Regions from separate parts of the Hordeum vulgare genome. Here region 2 is linked to region 1. A link is a contact called in public Hi-C data. All regions are on one chromosome and are shown on one strand. Each heading gives the region's core, a stretch centred on a gene start, on an enhancer-like site or on the middle of the called end of the contact. The rest is flanking DNA. Distances are from core to core; before and after follow the strand shown.

Region 1 (6,745 bases), core at 10-2,509:
AGACCTTAATCCAATGGCTAACAAGAGATTGCACAATGTTCTTCTTCAACCTCCCCTTCTTCTTTCTCATGCAGCCGTCGTGTTGCCCGGAGAAAATTCAAGTGCCTGACATTAAGCAAATGCCAAACTGAAAACCAAAAAACCGTTTGAGAGAATTAGCAAGATCAAACACACTTCATTCCATTCTACTCCACTCCAAATTCTAAAATAAACCGACCTCTTTGGCCTTTTGTGCTATGAGTATCAGGTATCCAAGCCTAGCTAGCCAGGTAGTACTAGTAGTGTATGCCAAGCTCTTTTGGCGACCAGCAATCTTCAAATATTTATATCCCGGCCTTGTTCTACATGAGCAAAGGTGTGATGGATTCGTCTGCATGTCTCACTCTCACTTGTGCACCTGCTGCAACGACCCGCATCTAGTTAGGCACCTACACAACGTAGGAATATCAATATTTTTGCCCTCACGTCCATGTGATCTTTGATTCTTTGTGGTGAAAGAAAGGAAGAGATGCTGCATAAGATTTGACCCACTGCTTCTGAAAAGGGACAGCCTAAGACAGTAGTTTTTTAAGCCGCAGAACATGGAAGCATCATGCACTAATCTCTTTAGATGATATCCATGCCGCTTATCCGACAGACCCAAACCTCTCCCAAAGTTGGCATGATGCAAAATTATTTTTTTTTGAATTTGGGTCCTCTATTCGTGTCCTCCTGCTCTTGTGCGCCTTTACAAAAGGCAGACAAAAAGCACAAGGCGACATAAAATACCCTGAAGCAGAAACACTTTGTGCAGTATTGAACGAATCCAAAAGATGAGCCCCTAGTTGTGACAGCGCAATGGACGGGGGCCTTGGCTTACATTAATTAGTACTGCAATCATTTGCCCCAAATTTGTGTTTGCTAAGTAACAAGAAATCCACATGGAGGAGAGGACCGTTTGACCGACGCACACACGATGAAGACGGACGGCCCATATGGGTACAGAGCGGTTTGATGAGGCTAGAGCTAGCCGAAGTAATGTACTCCTACTATACTAGCAGTAGCAGTAGAATATACTCCTGCGTACGTTGGGCTGGTTGATCCAGTTCAGTGACCGGCCTGGATCCAAGGCTCCAAGCCATGTATCGTAGTATTAATTTTCTCTCCAAATGGATACTGATAGGCTTGTATACTACCACTGGTAGATGATGTACACCGCACTGCCCAGCTGTTGGGGCTAGAGCTCGAGGGGGATCCACTCTACTGTGGCCATCTCAGCCATGTGATGGATTCACAGAGACGTTAACTATTCATTCATCACTTGGCTCTCCTCCTAGTCGTAGCCGAGGCCAAGTGTGCACTGCAGATGCAGAGAGCACAGACGACAGCTTGCTGCGTAGTGCTCACCTTCCTCGCTGTCAATGAGGTTTTCACGGCAACTGCAGCATCGGAACGAGTAGCCTCCCCACTCCCCAGCTCTCGGTTCTCGTCGCCCGACGATTACTCGCCATGAAACTTACCGCCGGCTTGCTGGCAGTGGATGGAGTGGAGCTGGTCGTGGTCCCTCGGCCCGGCACACCCGCGCGTCTCTCTCCGTGGATCGGTCGCACTTCACATGTGATCTGTTAGAATAAATCCGATGCACACCGTCAATCATCGAGGACCAAGCAATTACACAAGCACAACACAAAGATTTGTTAACGAGGTTCATTGATCTGCCTACATCTCCGGGGCATGACTACGGGCGCTTCTCCTCGTCACACCGTCACAATACCGCACCCCAGCCGCCCGAGCGCCGACACATGTCACCGGCTCCCCCGCGTACCTGTGCTATTATGTTGGCATAAGTTACATCGTGTGTCTAGCCCCACTATATATGAGAGGCCTAGGGTACGAGTATTCTGCTTGAACACGACTCCATATCTCTCCCTAATAATAAAGCAAATACGGTTTCTGGTCGTCCGTTGTGACATTTTTGTAGAAAGGCCTCTCCGTTTTTAGTTAATCAACCCGCAGTCTTTTCTTAAATGAGAAAAACGTTTCACTTTTATGTATAAGACCCTACTTTTTCCGAGGCGAGGACGCATTGCCGCCGTAGACGGCGCGCTCGCCGGATCCAATCGACGGCGGCTCGCGACGGGCGGCGCGACGGCTGGGCGCGGGGGCTTCGGCTCGGCGTTTCTGTCCGGGGAAACGGGTGGTGCGGCGTGCGGCGGGGCGGCGGCGGCGCGAGAGATTGAACGGCGGGGCGACGCTCGGGAGGAGGGATTAGGCGTAGCATCCAGAAGCTCACCCTGGGCACCTTCGTGGCCATCGAGAGCAGCAAGCACGTATGTGCGTGGTTAGCAGCTGGATGAAGCGTCGGTAGGAAGAAGAGGTTAAGGAATAGCTGCAGGTACGGTATCTGTGCGGCGAGGGCGAGCTTGTCGTGCTTGAGGGACTCGATGCGGGAGTGGAGGGCGTCGTAGCTGGCGCGGAGGGCGGCGAAGTCGTGCTCGAGCTTTGTCCATCACCAGGCGTACGCACCGCCAGGCTGACCCACTCCCACATGCTCCGCGCCGGCTTCCATCCGGGCTTCTTCCTCCGCAACAACCTCCTCGCAGCATATTCCCGTGGCGGCGACATGCGCCACGCCCGCCTCCTGTTCGACGGAATGCCGCGCCGGGACGCCGTGTCCTGGAACACCCTCATCACCGGTTACTCCAGCCAGAGCGGGTCCTCCGCGCGCCTCGCGCTCGCCTCCTTCCGGGACGCGCGGGGCGGCGGCGTCCGGGCGGACAGGTTCAGCTACGCCGCGGTGCTGGCGGCGTGCAGCAGGGCCGGGGACTGGAGGCACGGCCGGGCGGCGCACGGGCTGGCCGTGGCGAGTGGGCTCGTGCAGGACGTGTTCCTGACCAACTCCGTCATCGACATGTACACCAAGTGCGGGATGATTGACGAGGTGAGGCTGGTGTTTGACCGGGCCGAGGAGCGGGACGAGACGTCGTGGAACCTGTTGCTGTCGGCGTACCTGCGCATGGGATGGCCTGCTCTTGAGAAGGCACATGTTCATGAATTTGAAAATTTTCACTCCTTCAAACATGTGCACGAGTTTAAAAAATGGTCATGATTTCAAGTATTCGCCATGATTTCATGAAATTAGGAGTGATAGTGTATGTCGATGATACAACAAAATATGGCCATGACCATTTAAAACTATGTTTTTTTCCGTTGCAACGCACGAACCCTTTTGCTAGTCCTATTTAAACACAATACAATTACAAGTCCAACTGTAACCTACCTTGTACAATAATATTCGATACAACTTTAACATGATCCTCCCTCCAACTAGAGAGATGGACGAATCGAGGGATCGGTCTCGCGTGCTTCGCCAATGGACGAGCGACACCCTGCGCGCAGCGATTAAACTTGATCATCCGCTTACCAATTTGTCATGGCCGACCGACAGTGCCATGCCTCCGGGCAAGCTGCTGAGGCCCGGCGTCGTGTGCGGCTAGCGGAAGGGAACAATGTTATGCCTCGTTCTCGCAGACAGGGGGCACGACCTGTACAGTACGCCCTCGATCGTGGCTACGGTACCGGACTACCGGCGCTAGCTACTCCCACTTTGAATCTGTAGTCTACTGGCGGTCTTATCAGTTATCATAGCCGCGTACGTACGTACAACACTCGCTAGCCTGTAGGCTGCGCGATGGATCGGCTGCTGTCGACATTGCATAATTCCGACTGCAGGTTGTTGCGCGCTTGTGTGTAGTGTAGGAGTAGATACGGATATGTTTACATTAAGGCTGTGTTTGGATGTGGTGTAAGTAAATACAGATGTATTAATTTCACAGACATATTTTACCGGTGGCTAGAAAGATTTCCAGCCGAAAACAGAACAACAAGGAGAGATCTATATTTTTTTACGGAGGTGTTTGAGGCAAAACGGTAATCCAAACAAGACCTAAAACATGTCTAAATACATCCGATTTTAAACAAATCCAAAACAAATAATATGAACCAGAGACTATACCGGTGCAACAATAACATGACTGTACAGGAGCCGACCCCGTGCGTGAGAGAAAACAAATAAAACCCATGAGGTCATGGAGGACTAGCCCGAGAGATGAAACTATAACGTCACGTAGAACCCAAACCCCAAAATCACTCATTAATCCCCTACAAAGGTCACCCTACGACCGCGGATCTTCTAACACATACATAAGAAATGTTGGAGAAGCTACAGTATTCTGACTTGCCTTCTTTCAATTCATATAATTAAGGCTAAAGTGACTTCAATTATTTTGCAAATTACAAATCTACTGTATACATCTATAGTAATGCATATAAAAAAGCAAGACGTTGAGATAAAGTTAATTCTAGATTATTTATATCTACAGTAAACAACCAGCTAACGGTACCTAGCTTTCCTTCTTTAGTTTACACAGGGCACTGTTGCAGACTTTCCTTTTCTAAGTTAGAGGATCCAGTTCCTACTCCCGGCTTCTCAAGTGACGCCACTTGTTGCAACCAGCTAACGATATCTCGGCACTCGAAAATCCACTCATAGGTTCCTTATTATAAACATTTTATATCTTAATTGTGCGTTCAAATCCAAAACTCTTTTCACTATTTGATATCTCGGCATTCGAAACTAGATGCAATGTAAATATGTTTCGACAAACTTTTTCTTACGGAAAACTACAGAAGAAAATACGAGCCGAAAGCACCTTGTCTTCATCTTTTTCCCCTTTTCATGATGATCAACCGTGCCGCTCAAGGAAGCAAATGTATGCCTCCAGCCCTCCACCAAAGCAAAAAAATAACGCATTTTTGTTCCTTTGTGAGAGGCAAATCCATGACTCTCGCGGAAGCCAAAAAAATACATTTTTTGAGTCGTGAAAGTAAACATGTGCATATGCCTCTCGTGGAAGCGAAAAAAACGTGTTTTGAAATTAAATGTTTCATATATTCATGTATAACATTTTGTTACAAAATTAGAACCACACGAGACATTTTTGAAGATTAATCGAATATGCCATCAATCATGTAACATGCATAAGTTGAATTATTTGTTGTTGATCCAATGCAAGAATTTGGACGGTTACATTTTGGGACATTTTTTTAAAAGATCCAGTAAATTGTTAGCTTGATTAAGATTTAGCATGAAGCAACGGAAGAACAACATGATGAAGATCCGAAGATCAAAGAAAAAGTAAAACAACAACCCTATTGGCTGCAGAATAATACTACACTCCCAAACTAAAACACCATCCATTCACTACATGGCAATGCAGCTCCGACTCCAACTGAGAGCTACAAAGAACTGGGCAAGGTTGGCATCACAGAACATCGTGGAATGGACCACCTGTTGTGCGTCATCGTACTCCACCGGGGCCTCACCACCACCGCTTTGGTTTCACAACAACAAATAACGGAGGCAATCCAATAGACACACCGAAGAAGAGCTGACTAGATTGACCAATGCCATGCCTCCGACCTCACTCACCCAGTCATCATTGCCATCATCATTGCCACAGATGCCACATTTTTGGGACATAAAGAGAATACTACTATAGTGTATAGATATGTTTAGTTTTGACAATCTGGTTATAGATTCTATTTTGTATGAATGTTTTATATATAATCTATGAGTGTCCGATAAAAACACTGCCACACTGCTTACATGAGTGTGGAGTTCAAAAACACCGGGATGACAAACCCCTTCTGGGATTCGTGAATCAGAGTTGCGTAGTGAAACCTGAACCACGATTTTGAATTGTGAATCACCTAACCATGATTATCATTAGACCTAGATGACCTAGTATAAATGCCATCTTATCTTTACAAAAACACTGTGGCAAAAAAAGAACCTTGCATGACAGATGCGTATTAAAGTTGTTGTGGCAAAATCAAATGAACAATGAAAAAAACAAAATCTGGCAAAATGCCATGGCAGATGCATACTAAAAATGCCATGAAATAAAAAGGCTTGGTTTGTACAATAAAAATGCCATGTACACAAACATATTTCACCACTGACACAAAATTGCCATGGCAAGAAATATATTTAAAATGTCATGGTCCGTAAAAATAATTTGTCATGAATGTTAAAAAGTTCATATTAAGCTCAACAAAGAAAAGTTTCAGACAATAAAAAATGACACGATATGTATGAATTGCCATCTAAAAGTTATAAGCAGATAGTGGTACAATTGTCGAAAAAATTGACAAGTTTCAATGAACAAACCCTCTCTACGAACTCTCATGTGATGTATATTAAAAATACCATGGCAGATGCATGTTAGAAATGATGTGAGATAAAAAAAACACCATGGTATGTACAATAAAAATGCCATGTATATAATATATTTTTCACCACTAACACAAAATTGACATGGCAATAAATATATTAAAATGTCATGGTCCGTACAAATAAGTTGCCACGAATGCAAAAAAGGTCATATTAAGCTCAACATAGAAAAGTGACATACAATGAAAAATTTCATGATATGTATGAATTTCCATGGCAAAGTTATTGAAACAATGGTACAATTGTCAAAACAATTGACAAATTTCAATGAAGAAACCCCTTCTACAAACTGCCATGTGATGAATATTAGAAATGCCATGATATTTGAATAAAAATTCCATGGTTTGTACAATAAAAATTACATGTACACAAACATTTTTCACCACTTGCATAAAAAATGCCATGGCAAAATACATATTAAAAATGCCAAGGCATGTTATAAAAAACTGCCATGGTCCATAGAAGTAATTT
Region 2 (6,752 bases), core at 3,015-5,514, 210 kb before region 1:
CACACGCCGCGCCGATCCATCGCCACGCGCATCACAACGGACACTTTATATTTTTTTCCCTTCCTTTTCGCGGATCGTCACAACGGACGCCTGGTCACTTGGCTCTGGTGATCAACGCTAGTTGCCGAAGTCAGTCATCAACGCTCGGCTCAAAGCAAGCAGCTAAGATAGTCCCAACGGAACAACCCGCGGATCTCTCCTCAATCATCATCACGCGAAACGACGGAAGATAATTAATTAACGGGGCGGCAACATGGTCCGCCAGTCAACAAACAGGGGGGGAGGCCAGCTCGTACGGGAAGTACAGGCTGTCGTCCTCGCCCGCCACACACGCGCTAGAGTCCAAACCAAAACCAGCGCTCTTCCTCCGTAAACAAAACCCAAGTAGCCCCTCCCGCTGCCCCCCTCGGCGACATCACATGGATGGATGGATGGCCGTAAATCGCCGTCCGACCCAGAGCAACCAACGGAACGGAGAAAAACAACTAGTACTACTGTAAGATGCAATGCAAGCTTGTGGGGGTGCGTGCGTGGTCAGCAGGGCCTTGCCTCCCGGCGCCGGGGCAGGAAGTCACGCCCATCGGCCGTCAGATCCCGGACGGGCCGCGTCGCGTCGACGCATCAGACGGCGCAGGCGATGAGGCGACGCGACGCGACGCACCACCGGCCACGTACGTTGTACCGCAGGTGCGTGCCTGCGGCTGGGCTGGGCTGGGCTGGGCTGGGCTGGGGGGCTCGGCCTCGTCACGGACGCGCGCCAAAAATGATGGGGGCACCCGGCACGGGGCTCTGAATCCGTCCTCTCACTTTCTGCGTCGCCTCCTTTGTTTCCTCCTGAGTTTTCGCTCAGCCTTCTCCAGCCGGACGGCAGGGGCAGGGGCAGGCCATGATGATGGTCTCCCTTTGTCGTTGCTGCCGCTCAGTCATCACTAGTACTCCTACTACTACTACATGCCAAGATGTGCGTTTCAGGGCTCAGCCGCGGACTGATGATCGATCGAGTGCGCCTGCCTCTGCCTGCGTCTGCCTTCCCTTCTTTATCCCTTGTTTTCCCCTCTTCATCCATTCAACATGGCTCATGCGTCGTCGACAGGGCTTTCGTTCGTTCGCCATCATCAACGGGCTCGTCTCCATCTCTGCCGGTGGTCAGCCAGCTCGCCCGCCCCGAATGCGCGCCACATGGCCTGCTCATTGCCCGCTCAAACAATGTGATCCACCTCTGCTTGCTTAATTGCATTGTACAAGTATTTGCACCACGCCATTGACTGCCACTGCGGGAGAGCCTGGCTAGGGATGCATGCATGATCCTTCCAACCAACTGTTCCATTCACTAGCATAGTCTAGTCCAGCGTCGTCCTAGTACCACACCCTACGCCGTAGCCCGGTACGCGCGGCGTACAGGATACAGTAATGGTAGCGGCCATCCTGCGCCCGCTCTACACACATGGCTAGCTGCGGTCGCGGCGTAGTAGCAGCCTGCAGACGAGATCCGATCCGTGTCATCGGCCGGACGACACGCACTAATACGCACGGTGCAGCAGGGCTCTGCCTGTTTGACCCGCCAATGGAGCCCCGGCTGCCGGAGCCCAGCGGCACGCACGCTCGCTTAGCCCGTGCCTCCGCTGGCCTACGCACGCGCTGCATCACCCACCGCTGCAGCGAGAGAGACGAGAACGACCGCGCCCGTGCGTGCATGGTACCACGGGGGTTCATGGTGTCATCGTCCTCGTCGCAGGCGCTTGCACGGGAGCGGATCGGGAACCTGGCGACGGCGAGCGGCAAAGGGTGGCCGCTGCTGCAGAGGGCGAAAGGCGCCCCGGAAAAGGACACGGCCGGGCGGGGTGAAAGAAAGACAGCGGCGCGCGCAGCGCAGGCGGCCGGATTTAAAAAAAGGCCGCGAGAGCAGGGAAGAGAAAGGCGTCGGTCCACATGGGCGCGCCGGGAGCGCGCACGGGACCCGCCGCGGGCGCGGCGACCACGTTGCCTGTCAGCGCCGGAGCGAGGCCATGATGCCGTAACGGGCATGGTGTCTGCCAGCGCGTTTATTTTAGCTCTGGGGCCGCTGGCGTGGGGGAGTAATTTTTTTTTTCCTTCTCTGCGCGAATATTCACAGGCCCAGCACATGCGGCACAGTGCCCGGATGGATCCAGATCAAGCCGGGCGCCGGGCGGCCGGACCGGCCGGTTCGGCTCTTGCTCTGTGGCGAAACGGGCTTGTGAACCGGGCGCCTACTGGCTAGCTCTGCTAGTGGCTGGCCTCCTGCCACGGCTGGCTGCTGACTTCGATGCAGATAAGCACGGAAAATGAGGGGCTCGCCACTCCCCGTCGCTCTGCCCTAAAAATGCCGCCACTGTTTGCTTGCATTGCATTTGTAGCAGTGCCATGCCAGCTCGATCGACCGGCTCTTCAGCGAGGCCAAGCAACGGTAATGGCACACGATCGATACTACCTACGAGTAATGCATTTGGTGTTTTGAACGATGTGACAGCTGACGAGAGTGTGAACCCCTTCAAAAACAGCATCATCCGTTTGGAGAAAACATCTTGTGATCTTTTTTCTTCTTGCAAGCAGCCAAATCAGAATCAGATGCGCTAGCTAGCTACAACAGAACCTGAGGATTTAGGAGAAGGACAAAACTCCAAATTTACAGTCAAGAGAAAACGAAAAAGAAGAAAACAGTCAATTGATTAGACCTTCTCATCAGCATCCCAAAGAAAGAACAAACCAAATCAGTTAAAAAACCAACTAAACGTCCAAAGCGCTATGCATCTTTTCGTCCATCATTGCGTCCCTAGCCTAGCCCGTCGCTTTCCATGCACGATCGCCCGCCGTCTCTTGGACCGGACGGACGGATCACCCGCACGGCCTCGGCAGCTCGCCGCTCCACCGCTGCGCCGCCGTCGGCGTCGGCGTCTGCTTCCGGCCAAGGGTTGACGCCCGGGACGACGACCGAGCTGATGACGACGAGTCCTTGCTGGCCGCCGACTCCTTCTTGTCCTTGAAGAACCCGAACACCGGCCGCGAGCAGACCGGAACGTTGAGCACCACGGGCGCCACGCGCACGCCGGACGAGTAGGACCGGTCGACGGCGCGGGCCATGGACCGCGACCTCGCCGCGGCGTGGAGGCTGCACGGGGAGCTGCAGCTGCGCTCCAGGCCCTGCTGGAACACGATCTTGCCCGAGGAGTTCATGCGCGGGGAGTCCACGGAGAGGCATCTGGACGCGTCCTGCTGCCTGGGCGGCGACGGCCGGCGGCGCGCCGGGCTGTGGGCCGCGCGGCTGGAGGTGGAGTGGCGGTGGGAGGAGCGGACCAGGCGGAGGCGTGGTGGGTTTGGGTCGGCGGCGGAGTCGAGGGAGAAGCGCGGGTTGACGTCGTCGTGGTCGTGGCCGGAGGAGGACGAGGAGGACGAGTGCGAGAAGCGGGAGGAGGCGAGCGAGAGCGAGGCCTCCGAGTCGGAGCTGTCGCGGAGGAGCGGCGCCGACGCGAGGTCCGAGGCCGTGCCCGTGGACGCCCGCCCGCCGTTGCTCCGCTGCAGGAGGAACTTGAGCGACCTCGCCGCCGACGAGCCCGTCGTCGCCGTCGTTCTCCCGGGGGTCTTTGCCAATGCGGCCGCTGGCGACGGCGACTGCGACTGCGAGGGCGTCGACTTGGGGCTCTGCGCCGCGGCCGCCCTCTTGAGCCCGAGCAGCTCGCGCCACCGGCTCGAGCAGCTGGGCGCCTTGGGCGAGAACACGTACTGGTCGGCAGCACCAGCCGCCGCGCCGCCGCGGATCGGCCTCATCGGCTCCGGCGACGCCGGCATTGCCTCCAACAGCCGCGCGGGAGGTGCCGTCGCCGCGGCAGCCTCCGGCTCAGGCGCGGCAGCGGTAGCAGCAGTATCAGCATCAGCCCGGCGGAGAGGGAGCAGCTTACCGTCAGCGAAGAGCTCGTCCGCGGGGAGCATGCTGGCGGCACAGCCGCCCCCGCCGAGGCTGAACTCGAAGTCGATGAAGTCCTTGGAGATGGCGGGCGCGGCGACGGCGGGGTGCACGGGCGAAGCAGAAGAAACGACGACGACAGCCGCCGGCGCCGTCTCCTCGGGCGCGTGCGCGTCACGGCCGAACGAGGCGCGGCGACACCCATACGCGGACGCGGCGGGTGCCGCGGGGACAAGGTTACTCGCGACGGCGGAGGTCATTGCCGGCGGCAAGGCAGGCGCATTCACGGGCGGGGATCACACGCACACTTATCAGCAGATCGCACTCTCACACTAGCCAGACGACAGACTGCGGCGAATATCGTGGGGGTGGGGGTGGGGGTAAAGGATTCTGGTAAAGGGCGCGGGCGTATATATAAGCGGGTGACGGGCTACGGTGAAAACGCGCCGTTTGGGTGCGCTGGCGGGCGAACCGGGCTGGCCGGGGTCCGGTTCGCGGAAAGCAGAGGGGAGATTTGCGGTGTGGTCCTTACGGGTGCGCGCAGAGGCAAAATGCAGGCCTGGCTCGTCGGGTTGCGGGTTTGCGTTTGTAAAAAACGGCACCGGCCCGATCGGTACAGCTGCGGCCAGAGGGGGACGCGCGCGGCAAACATTGGGTTTCGTTCGGTGGTTTTGGGAATGGATTTTTGAAGCTGGGTTTTAGTGGCGGAGTTAGAGGTTTTAGGGGAAGAATGTGCTGTTGGTATGTGTGTTCGTAGCAAAGTTTTGACTTTGCCCCGTCTTTTGTTTCGAAATTTAGTTGGCAACTTTTGGGTTTTGATTTGTTCGATGGTTTTCAAAATCTGGATACTTTTGCAAATACCGGCTTATTATTTGACACCCCCCTTGAATTCGGGGAGGGGGGGATTAGGAAGGTTACATAGGTGTAGTATTTTCGTTATTTGACCGATGTAGGCTTCAAAGTGAAATCTGTTTCTGGCGGGTCTTAACAAAATTTAAGAACATAATGTGATGAAAATGTTTTTGTTTTAATGTGTTTAAATAGTTCTGGACATTTGGATACGTTTGCACCTTCCAGGTTATTATTTGACCATTGCAGGCTCGAAAGAGGAGGCGGGAATAACACAAGTTTAGCAGGCAGTGTGCTGGTAATATGTGAGTTCGCATCAAATGTTTGAGTTCGACCATCTTCGTTTTTAAATGTATTTGAAAACATTGTAATTTGGATACCATTGCACCTCCCAACCCATTAGACCCTAATATCTGGGGAACGTTACCTTTAGGAGAGGTGTTGCATAACATTGGAAGAGAAAAAAAATCATACGTACACACAAGATCTATCCATGAAAATGCATAGCTACGAGAGGGGAGGTGTATCTACATACCTTTGTAAATCACTAAGCGAAAGCATTAAGAAACTTGGTTGATGTAGTCGTACATCTTCACGATCCAATCATGATCCGTCCCGATCTAGCACTGAACGGACGGCACCTTCGCGTTCAGCACACGTACAACTCGATGACATCTCCGCCTACTCGATCCAGCAAGCGAGGGTGGAGTAGTAGATGAGTTCTCCGGCAGCACAACGGCGTGGTGACGGTGGTGGTGGTGCAATCTCAATAGGGCTTCGCCAAGCGCCGTCGTAGACGCGACGGGAGAAGAAAACTGATCTAGGGGGAGAGGAAGGGGTGGAGGAGGGCCAACCTAGGGTTTCCCCTAGGTTGGGGTGGAGGCCAAGGGGTGGTGCTTGCCACCCAAGGCAAGGGTGGCGCCACCCCCAAGGGCTTGGCCCTCCACCATCCAGCCACATGGGCCTAGGTGGGAGGGGCGCCCAGCCCACCAGGGGTTGGTGCGTCTCTCTCTCATCCCATGCGAAACACTTTCGGCATCTCCGTCACAAAAACGATATTTTCGTAACCTTTCCGAAATCTGAATACCAACTTCCCATATATTGTCACACTCCGAGTGTCATGCTATAGTGACCTCACACTAAAACAACAACCCTATTGGTTGTAGAACAACATTACACTCCCAATGTAGCTCCGACTTCGACGGAGAGCTACGAAGAACTAGGCAAGATTAGTGACACGGAAGATCGCCGAGTGGACCACCTGTTGGAAATATGCCCTAGAGGCAATAATAAATTAGTTATTATTATATTTCTTTGTTCATGATAATCGTTTATTATCCATGCTATAATTGTATTGATTGGAAACACAGTGCATGTGTGGATACATAGACAAAACACTGTCCCTAGTAAGCCTCTAGTTGACTAGCTCGTTGATCAGAGATGGTCAAGGTTTCCTGACCATAGGCAAGTGTTGTCACTTGATAACGGGATCACATCATTAGGAGAATCATGTGATGGACTAGACCCAAACTAATAGACGTAGCATGTTGATCGTGTCATTTTGTTGCTACTGTTTTCTGCGTGTCAAGTATTTGTTCCTATGACCATGAGATCATATAACTCACTGACACCGGAGGAATGCTTTGTGTGTATCAAACGTCGCAACGTAACTGGGTGACTATAAAGATGCTCTACAGGTATCTCCGAAGGTGTTCGTTGAGTTAGTATGGATCGAGACTGGGATTTGTCACTCCGTGTGACGGAGAGGTATCTCGGGGCCCACTCGGTAATACAACATCACACACAAGCCTTGCAAGCATTGTGACTTAGTGTAAGTTGCGGGATCTTGTATTACGGAACGAGTAAAGAGACTTGCCGGTAAACGAGATTGAAATAGGTATGCGGATACTGACGATCGAATCTCGGGCAAGTAACATACCGAAGGACAAAGGGAATGACATACGGGATTATATGAATCCTTGGC

What was found. A called contact is a pair of places that touch in the nucleus more often than the background predicts.
Region 2: a Hi-C map of seedling shows a contact between it and region 1, with 2.8 times the contacts expected there. The contact joins the promoter of LOC123408648 here to the enhancer-like site in region 1. A contact is called at or near these places in 2 of 6 Hi-C or Micro-C datasets (leaf and seedling) and 1 of 1 datasets of contacts at active chromatin or transcription factors (embryo).

The regions. Positions count from the first base shown.
Region 1 is chr7H:593,629,000-593,635,744 of MorexV3_pseudomolecules_assembly, reverse strand. No RefSeq gene overlaps it. Among protein-coding and RNA genes, the nearest start is that of LOC123409413, 35 kb to the right of the region's middle. Within about 2 kb of position 1,259, at least 2 of the 3 cell types and tissues checked have open chromatin away from gene starts, as enhancers often do. A contact at or near this core is called in seedling, where this site is marked.
Region 2 is chr7H:593,844,090-593,850,841 of MorexV3_pseudomolecules_assembly, reverse strand. It overlaps LOC123408648 (suppressor protein SRP40-like), which reads right to left and starts at 4,264. Exons shown (of 1, transcript XM_045101705.1): 1 at 2,529-4,264. The coding sequence starts at 4,179. The coding sequence ends at 2,854.